Regions from separate parts of the Sus scrofa genome. Here region 1 is linked to region 2. Evidence: chromatin contacts called from public HiChIP or PLAC-seq data. All regions are on one chromosome and are shown on one strand. Each heading gives the region's core, a stretch centred on a gene start, on an enhancer-like site or on the middle of the called end of the contact. The rest is flanking DNA. Distances are from core to core; before and after follow the strand shown. Region 1 holds the start of PLXNC1 (plexin-C1). Region 2 holds the start of LOC110260797.

Region 1 (4,814 bases), core at 2,047-4,546, 280 kb before region 2:
CGTTGCCGTGAGCTGTGGTGTAGGTTGCAGACGCGGCTCGGATCCCGCGTTGCTGTGGCTCTGGTGTAGGCCGGTGACTGCAGCTCTGATTCGACCCCTAGCCTGGGAACCTCCATATGCCGCGGGAGCGGCCCAAGAAATGGCAAAAAGACAAAAAAAAAAAAAAAAAAAAAAAAAAGGAATCCACAGGCCTCGATAGTTATTTCGGTTGTTCATGTTTCCCACAGTTATCGAATGTGAACTTGTGTCCTGAAGGTGGAGCTTTAGTACACAGGAAAATTGGAAAGGGGCACACATGTTTGTACCAAACGGGGTCGAGGCTGCAAAGAACACATTAATATGCTCCCTAGTTGCCTACAGTTTTCATGCCAAAAAATCGGCACAGATTCAGATTTCTTTCACTGTAGGAGCCTGCATACAATTACATGGGGGAAAAAAGAAGCCTGCTCTCAAGAGCGGGGCTCATGGTCCCAGTGGAATGGCAAGACGCGGTAGGCATCAAAGCCACTTCTGCATCTTGCTCGTCGTGTTTTTTAAGAGGCTGTTTCTTTTTCAGACTGAGGCCAAAATGAATTTCGTAGTGCTCGAAAGGCCACACCGCGGAGTAGGTTTAATCCGAATAGCTCCCGAGATGGTCTGCTCCTGACTGTACCAACTCTGCAGGACTTAGAGAAATCACTTGGCTACCAGTGAAGTAAACCCATCACCAGAATGGAATTGAACGGCTGCTTCTCCGCACATAACAACACTGCCACCACAGGCTCAGGACGGCAGTGAAGATGACTGTGTTTCATCGTCGTTCCTGGGGAACACTGTCAAAATACTGGCACATGCATCCCCTCCTATGCAGTGAAGGGTTCTTTGGGCTTCTGCAGATGCTTCTTGGATGCCACTTTTTCCATTTCCAGCAAGTGCCAACATTCTTAAAACATTTCAGGTGCATCAGGAATGGGGGTGTGAGGCCTGATGATTTTCAAGCGGAGAGAGCCTTGGTTTTGCCTGGCCTGAGGGCTCTTGATTCACAGCGACCAGGTGCCTCTAGATCTTTCCTTTCTTCCTCCTCTCGCCTCACCAGCACCCCAAGCACCGTCACCACAGCAGAAGGAGAGACCTGACCGCTCGTCGGGAAGCGTGCGCTGCCTCCCTGGCAGAGGCAAAGATAGTGATACCCAATTTCAAACAAGGAAATGATGAATGGGAAGACGGCCCCTCTGGATCCAGAAGATGGGAGCCGCTGCTGGAATGATGCGAGCGTGTTCCCGCAGGTCTCGGGCTGAAACTCTCAAGAGTCTCGTCTGCTTCTTGCTTCCCCTCATTCTCCTTTCCTTAAACCTTCCAGACCTTCCCCTGAAGGATCTCTCAGCTCTGAAGAGAACTCGGAGCCCTGTAGTAGAAGTTTAAAACCTGCAACAGCTGCTCCTTCAGGAGGGCTCAGCATCTGGAGGAAGCCCATGTACCCCCCCCCCAAACAGAGTCCCTCTAGAATTTCAGAACTGGGAAGGGAAGGAAGAAAGGAGCCGCAACCAGTTACCCTCCCTGGGGCCTCTGGTCTGGAAATAACTTTCGAAGGCACAGAGAGCCTTTCCTACGGGTGCACAGTGTTCCTCGGGGGCCCGGTGTTGCACCTCCTGGATCACCTGCCAGACTTAGGGAGCTAGTGGTGCTATTTGCTGCCTGAGGTCACTGGGAGGCTCTGTGCATCCTCTGGGGCCGCCTCCTGAGAAAGCAGGACCCTCTGCCCAGGTGTAAATAATTTAGGTATTCACTGTGCTCCAGAAATTCTTGGGGGCTTCGGGGGCAACCCAGCGGGTATTCACTTCCCCAGGTGAGTTGGTGAGCCCTCCGAGAGTCCAAAGGAAAAAAATGGGAAAGGAGCAGAGGGGGGAACCTAGGGAAATAACAGTACCTGACTCTTAGGATTAGAAGGCTGGGCGGGGCGAGGTAGATGGGAACGTTTCACCTGGGGAAATTTTCAGTCCCCCCTGCTGAGAATCCTCTGCAGGTAAGACTGTAACGACCACAGGTGGCACTTGGCTAGAGGGAGCGGTGTCAGCGTGCCTGGAGCCAGATAGGAATTCGAATCTCAGTTCTGTTGTTTACCAGCGGTGGGACCCCCGGCAAGTTCCATCACCTCTGCATGATCATTCTGCTCACTACTAGATGGAGACGATGGTAACGAATGGGGTTATTACGGGTCGCAAATGAGGCTTAATCCATGTGGTGAATTTACAGCAGGACTCAGCACGCAGTAAGTGCTCGATAAATATTAGCCATGATCCTTCAGGCTAGATGATGAGTGGAACTTTCTAAGCGCTAGGTTTGAGAGCCTGGGACTCCGTTACCAAGGGAGATGAGAGACCCTTTTCAAATATGGGAGCTCCGGCCCCAGGGATTGTCCAGAACCAGAATCTTGGCGCCTGCCTTCCCTCCACGTCACTCCTCTGACTCGGGGAAACCCACCCCCTGTCACCGGGGGGGCCTCGGCCCCTTGAGCCTCCTGCTAGTCCACGTCTCCCGCGCTCCTCCCCAGGGCCTCCCTCCCGCCGCTCCACACCTGTCAGCCGCCCTCGCAGCTTCCCAGGGACCCGAGCCCCGGGCCTCAGCTGCAAGCCCTTGGCGCCCTGGGTCCTAGTTCCCCGAGCCTGGCGTATTCCTCCCCCGCTGCTCTCGTAAACAAAACCCAAGCGTTGGAGCAGCCCCGCGGCGGACAGGCGCAGGAGCCAGCTCGGTGCCCTGTGAGCGCGCCCCGGGAGCCCCGGGCGGGCGGAGGGGCGATGGTGGCGGCCGTGGCGGCCGCGGCAGGCGGCTCAGCTTTGTTATGAATAGATGAAAGAGGCCACCTACACAGTAACCCAAATTACGAGACCTCCCTCCTCCCTATCTCACCGAATCAAGAGGGGAGGGGAGATGGGCGTGGAGGGAGGGCGGGCGGCCAGAAGGCGGAGGGCGGAGGAGGAAGAGGATGAGGAAGGGGGCCAGTTGCATCCCACTTTCACAATGGGAAAGTGAAACGCTCAAGCGCACCCAACCTCTCCAGCCCTCCCCGGCTGTCTCGCTCCCCTCCGCCCGTCCCCTCCCTTCCCCTCCGCGCCTCCCCTCGAGCGCCAGCGCTGCACAGAGGAACTCTCCGGAGAAGGAGGGCGAGGAGGAAGCGGCGCCAGAGCGCGCAGGGCTTGCAGCCGCCGCCGCCGCCGCCGCTGCTGCTGCCACACAGGCTGCCGGAGCGAGCCCGCCGCGCGCCGCCCTCCCCGCTCCCTTTCCCCGGCGAGCCGCGGGGATGGGGCGGCCGCAGGAGCCCGAGCGCGCGCAGGAGCCGCCGCCGCCGCCGCCCGCGTCTCCGTCGCCGCGCGCCTGAGCCGCCGCGGTCGCCGCCGCGCGCCCTGCCCGGGGGCGGCCCCCCCAGCCCCATGGAGCTCTCCCGGAGGAAGGCATCACCGCGCCCCCCGCGCCGCGCCGCGCCGCTGCCCCTGCTAGCCTATCTGCTGGCGCTCGCGGCGCCCGGCCGGGGCGCGGACGAGCCCGTGTGGCGGTCGGAGCAAGCCATCGGAGCCATCGCGGCGAGCCGGGCGGACGGCGTGTTCGTGGCGAGCGGCAGCTGCCTGGACCAGCTGGACTACAGCCTGGAGCACCGGCTCTCGCGCCTGTACCGGGACCAAGCGGGGAACTGCACGGAGCCGGTCCCGCTGACGCCCCCCGCGCGGCCCCGGCCGGGGAGCAGCTTCAGCAAGCTGCTGCTGCCCTACCGCGAGGGGGCGGCCGGCCTCGGGGGGCTGCTGCTCACCGGCTGGACCTTCGACAGGGGCGCCTGCGAGGTGCGACCTCTGGGCAATCTTAGCCGCAGCTCCCTGCGCAACGGCACCGAGGTGGTGTCGTGTCACCCGCAGGGCTCGACGGCCGGCGTCGTGTACCGCGCGGGCCCGCAGAACCGCTGGTACCTGGCAGTGGCCGCCACCTACGTGCTGCCCGAGCCCGAGACGGCGAGCCGCTGCAACCCCGCAGCGTCCGACCGCGGAATGGCCATCGCGCTCAAGGACACGGAGGGGCGCAGCCTGGCCACGCAGGAGCTGGGACGCCTCAGGCTGCGCGAGGGCGGGGGCAGCCTGCACTTCGTGGACGCCTTCCTCTGGAACGGCAGCGTCTACTTCCCTTACTACCCCTACAACTACACGAGCGGCGCCGCCACCGGCTGGCCCAGCATGGCGCGCATCGCCAAAAGCAACGAGGTGCTGTTCCAGGGCCAGGCGGCCCTCGACTGCGGCCACGGCCACCCCGACGGCCGCCGCCTGCTGCTCTCCTCCAGCCTGGTGGAGGCCCTGGACGTCTGGGCGGGCGTGTTCAGCGCGGCCACCGGAGAGGGCCAGGAGAGGCGCTCCCCCGCCACCACGGCACTCTGCCTCTTCAGGATGCGTGAGATCCAGGCGCGCACCAGAACCTGCAGCTGGGACTTCCAGGCCGAGAACCACTGCGTAAGTCTTGCCTCTCCGCCCCCCTCCGTTCCCCGGCCGCGACGCTTCGGGGAGCGCCCGGGCAGCTGAGCCGCCGGCGAGGCAGAGAGGGAGGGAGAGGGTGGGCATTTCGCGGGGCTCTGATCTACACAGCCTGCGGGCAGCCCGACGGCCCTTCTCGCGTGGTCTCCGAGACCTCGGGTGGCTCTAAAGCAGAGGTCCCCAAAGATGGTGTCATGAAGGGAGGTGGAGAGGGTAGGAGTTCGGCTCTACAACTCTGCTGACTCCAGCCCACTGCCCTCCTTGTTCAAACGCTTGTTTGGGTCTGAGCCTCTCCAGGCAGCTCCCCCGCCCGTCCCTGATCGCTTC
Region 2 (5,203 bases), core at 1,292-3,791:
ATATGCTGCAGGTGTAGCCCTAAAAAGCAAAAAAGTAAAATAAAAAATAAATGTGAACTTCAGTCAACAAAAAAGTACTTGCGGAAAATTTTTACATAGATTCATATACATTCCCTAAAAGTACATACAGATCAGACAACTTGAGAAAATTACTTGCTGAACCTAATACATTATGTATGACAAAGTTAAAATAAAACTCATTTACTTTCGGCAGAGACAGTACCTAGGAAACACACATACAAAGAATTCTGACAATTCCCTAATCCTTCTGTTAAGATTTCATTCCTCTAATCTTTTTGTTGGGATTTCATTCTTCTAAGGTTTTTTTTTCTCTTTTTTTGCTTTTTAGAGGTTCCCAGGCCAGGAGTCCAATTGGAGCTACAGCTGCCAGCCTACACCACAGCCCACAGCAACATCAGATCCTTAACCCACTGAGCGAGGTCAGGGATCGAACCTGCAACCTCACGGTTCCTAGTCAAATTCATTTCCCCTGTGCCACGACAGGACCTCTTCATTCTTCTAAGCTTTCTTAATTAGAACTTCCCATGACAAAATGCTGATCTCTGATTACTAAGGATTTTATCACACAACATGAGTCATTCTTGATTTTTCTTCTTTGCTTGTTTTGCCTGAATATTTCATTACTGCAACATCAGCATGCAGGAAAGAAAAGGGCAGTAAAGGACTAAACTGACTCATAGGATTTTTTAAATAGTTAGGGCATGCTGTAAAGAACATAACCCTTAAAAGTTCCAATTCCCAGTACTAACAGTTTGATTTCAATGAAGTCTTTTAGTCTCATGGGGTCTCAAATGTTCTCAACTACTTTCTTATATACTTGAAGGGGTACTGCATTCAAAATACCACGAAAAAGTGGTCTAAAAACTAACTACAGGCATAATCATTCCATTGTGCTTCACTTTACTGCATTTCAGACAGTGCCTATTTGACATATGCAGGTTTGTGTGAACCCTGTGTTGTCCTACGATGGTTAGCATTTTTAGCAATAAAGTAGTTTTAAGTAAGTATTTTTTTTTAAAACATAATGCTACAGTACATTTAAGACTACAGTATGGCGTAAATATAATCTTTAAATGCACTAGAAAACAAAAAGATTCCCGTAATTCGCTTTATTGCAGCGGTCTGAAGCCAAAATCATGGTATCTGCAGAGTATGCCTGTAATTGCCATACAAATAATATCATTAAGGGTTCAGTAAGTAGAGAAAGGGTGAGGATATTGACTACACTAAGGTTTAAACACCACCTGTGGACAATAAGGGTTTCAAATCTCCCAATGCTCTGTTACCTGATTTGATAAAACTCCTGAATACAACCATACTTCATCTCAAAGAAAGGAGAGCACCCCACATACTCCGACCCCCCAAAAATCAAAGGGTAACTCATATCCATTTGCAACTCTCTGGAGAGTCCTACACGACTCTGCAATTTAAAGCATTCTAATAATTCTAAACAAAATGAGTTTGAAATCACGGCTCAGTACAGAAAGTGAGTATGAACTGTAACCACCGAGAGGTTAAACCCATGAATTTACAGAATTCTGAATCTGGATAATTGTAGGCTAGCTACATTTAATTATATTCTAGTTGAATATTAGGCTTGTTTACAGAGATGTTGCTTGGTAACAGAAGCAGTGCTTTAACAACCTACTCAGTTTTAGACCTACCCAAGTGTTTTGTGCTCGAAGTCTGGACACATGAACTATACACTACACATGAGAAACTAAGTGCAAGTTTCTTGTTATCCTGGACAACTTCGAGGTTTTACTGAAACAATTTCATCACTACAACTAAGCTTTTACAATACCTGGAAGTGGGCATTTTTAGGAGGTAAGTAGCCATGTATTTTAGTCTTCGACACTAAGTATAGACCCAAGTGTCCACTCAAGCATGCACTCACATACTCTAACATCAGCTCTGTAGCGACGGCCAACGTCACTGTTAGAATCGTCTTCGGGGGCAATGAAAATGGTAGTAGCATCATTTTTTTTCACCACTGAATGTGGATACGTTCAGCCAGTTTTTAAGTTGGGTCTACGCAAGCACCACGCTGAAAAGCATTAAAGCTCCGTAAAGAGTTTCACGTGCATTTAACTGGCTGCAGAGCATTCGCACAGCCTACTTCTCTAACACTCGCTCCAACTGCTTTACGAAAATAGCAAAAGAAGAATTCAAGGGCAAGTTGTGAAGAAAAAAGACTCGAGCATTCTAAACCACGGACAAGGGGGCGTTACGTACCAGCTTCACCCACGGTCCTTGCAACGTGCGTGCAGCAATCTTAACAGTGACCGGTGTTGTGGCCGCACTCGCCAGGAGGACACCTCCACCGCTCCAGCCACAGGCACCCTCTACACTCTCCCCGCGGGGGCATCGGGGCCCCTGGAGGCGGCCCGGCACGCGGGGAGCTCGCCCCGCCCGCCACGCCTGGCGAGGTCTCGGCGGCCGCTCGCGGCGCAAGCTGAAGAGGAGGGACAGGAGGAGGAGCGCCGAGGGCGCCCGCCGGGCTCCGGACCCCGGGGGAAATGGGGGTTAGCCCAGGAGAGCGCCGAGGGCGGAGAGGGTGGCGGCCGCGGCGGCGGTGGAGAAAAGCCCCGCTCCTCCTCGGTGGACGCGACTTCTCAAGAGTGCGGGGCCGGGGCCAGAGCCGAAATCCAGCCAGGAAGCCACCCTCGGCCTGCCGCCCGCCGCCCCTCAAACCCGGCGGGGCGGAGTCTCTCGGGAGCTCTCCGGGCGCGCGAAGCAGGAAGTCCCGCCCCCACGCCGACGTCACGGACGCTGGCCGCGGCCGGAGGCGGTTAAGGGGAGGAGGGGAGCGGGCTGAGGCGGGAGCTGCGAGGGCCGCGCGGGAACGCCGCCGCTGGGCGGTACTCCGAGAGGGCTCTGGGGACCCGCAGAGATGCTCTGAGCTGAAGGAGCTGCACAGCTGGGGGCCGGCACTTGCTCCGGGGAGTCTGCGTGACGCGCGCGGTGGAGCGGGAAGCCGCTCTCCCTCGCCGCCTCCCCACGCCGCGTCTCGAGGGATTTCCCTCCGTTTCGCGCGTCTTCTTCCCTCTCCCGGCTCTCTCCGTCCTCTTTTCCTCCCTGAGGGCTCCTGCCGCCTCCCCCGCGTGCCTTCGTGCCGACCGTGCAGAGGTCATGGGTCCCGAGGTCTCCTGCCTGCACGCCGGCCGTGGCGCCTCGGCCCACGCGTGGGGAGCCGGCGCAGCCGGAGAGCAAACGGCCAGGTCAGGACCCGGCCTGGGCGCGAGTGCTTCCCGGCGCCTCCCGATCCAGACCCCACTCTGGGTACGTGGTGAACGACTTTAGGTTGCAAACTAGAGTTGGAAGACAGGGACGAGCTTTTGAGAGCCACAGTTCGATGCCGAGGGCTGAAAGAAGGTAGGAGTTCAGCCTTTCCGAGAGGGAGGTAGGAGATGGAGCTACCCTCCCTTCCCCCACGTTTGTCCCGAGCCTTGGTTGAGTTGTCTTACACCGTGTGACACAGCTTCTTCCCGCCGCCACCCCCCTCCTCCAGGGTGTCCAGGCTGTGTTAGGATGAGAAGGGCGACGGAGAGACGACCTTTTTTGTAGAAATGAGAGACGAGCAATTATATGGGACAGTGAGTTGGGTACTGGAGTATTGATGGATCTCCTAGATGAGGGAGATACCAGTGAACAGAATATAGAATACGGAAGCAATGCATGCGTGTTTAATATAATAATAGTAGCTCATAGCTGCCGAGCACTTACTGTTAACTACTGGAGCCCTTTTTCAGTTTCTCTTACTGAACTGTCTGTAAGATAGGTGCAATTACTATGATTTTTGCAACGTTACTCAAAGCCATTGGTAACGTTGGTATCAGTAAACCACATGTTACAGATCATTGGTCAGTGGGAAAAAGGTTATCTCAGGGATCACTAAACCCTGAGGTCAGGCTTTCCATGTTTCATTTACTAAATACCAGATGAATCAAGAATTTAAACGTAAAGAATGAAACATAAAAATACTATCAGGCAATGTAGGTGATTATAATCTTGAGCTGAGAAAGGGCTTTTCCAAGTATGAAGCAAGAACCAGAAACCGTAAAAGAAAAAAATTGATAAAAATTGACCACATAAAGATTCTAATCTACGCACAGAATTATAATCTAAACACAAATAATAACCAATGGAAAGTAAATTTGTATCATGTGGGAAAAGAAGGAAAAATATTCCTAAAACACAAAAAGCTCATAGAATATCAACTTTAAGACAACACAAGGAGTTCCCGTCGTGGCGCAGTGGTTAACGAAACCGACTAGGAACCATGAGGTTGCGGGTTTGATCCCTGCCCTTGCTCAGTGGGTCAAGGTTCCGGCGTTGCCGTGAGCTGTGGTGTAGGTCACAGACGCGGCTCGGATCCTGCGTTGAGCTGTGGTGTAGGTCACAGACGCGGCTCGGATCCTGCGTTGCTGTGGCTCTGGCGTAGGCTGGCGGCTACAGCTCCGATTCGACCTCTAGCCCGGGAACCTCCATATGCCGCAGGAGCGGCCCAAGAAATGGCAAAAAGACAAAAAAAAAAAGACAACACAATAAATAAAATTGGCAAAGGATATCAATGGAACATCCCAAGCCCAGAAAAACATCTAATTAACAAATGAAAAGATGTTCAATTTCCAAACATCCTTTTTGTCTCTCATTGTAGATAGTGAAATGGGTTTACAATTATTGTCCTGTATGATTGGTGTGAAATTGAAATCGGTACACCTATGTTTACCAAAGTTTAACATAAGCATTAGCCTTTGCCCCAACAACCTCATTTCCTAGTCACTTGCTCTAAAAAAATTTTAAAAAACAGATTTGTGAGGATGTTCTTCACTCCTTTTTATCATAGATGCTTCTAGAAAAAACATAATTACCATCACTAGGTGATCAGTTAAATATTTTATAGTACCAACAGAGAATGAAATACCCTTGAGATATTAAAATGATGTAAATCTCTTTATTTGCACAAAAACATGTCCATAGTGTGTAGATTTTTCTCCAAAAAGAGCAGAATACAGGAGTTCCCGTCGTGGCGCAGTGGTTAACGAATCCGACTAGGAACCATGAGGTTGCGGGTTCGGTCCCTGGCCTTGCTCAGTGGGTTGACGATCCGGCGTTGCCGTGAGCTGTGGTGTAGGTTGCAGACGCGGCTTGGATCCCCTGTTGCTGTGGCTCTGGAGTA

The links. HiChIP or PLAC-seq counts read pairs in DNA pulled down with a chosen protein or histone mark.
Region 1: an H3K27ac HiChIP or PLAC-seq map of alveolar macrophages shows a contact between it and region 2. The contact joins the promoter of PLXNC1 here to the promoter of LOC110260797 in region 2. A contact is called at or near these places in 1 of 47 Hi-C or Micro-C datasets (embryonic fibroblasts) and 1 of 2 datasets of contacts at active chromatin or transcription factors (alveolar macrophages).

The regions. Positions count from the first base shown.
Region 1 is chr5:89,054,319-89,059,132 of Sscrofa11.1, reverse strand. It overlaps PLXNC1 (plexin-C1), which reads left to right and starts at 3,296. Exons shown (of 31, transcript XM_021092759.1): 1 at 3,296-4,466. The coding sequence starts at 3,408.
Region 2 is chr5:88,768,247-88,773,449 of Sscrofa11.1, reverse strand. LOC110260797 reads left to right here and starts at 2,541. Exons shown (of 3, transcript XR_002344257.1): 1 at 2,541-3,303. CEP83 (centrosomal protein of 83 kDa) reads right to left here and starts at 2,744. Exons shown (of 18, transcript XM_021092763.1): 1 at 2,257-2,744.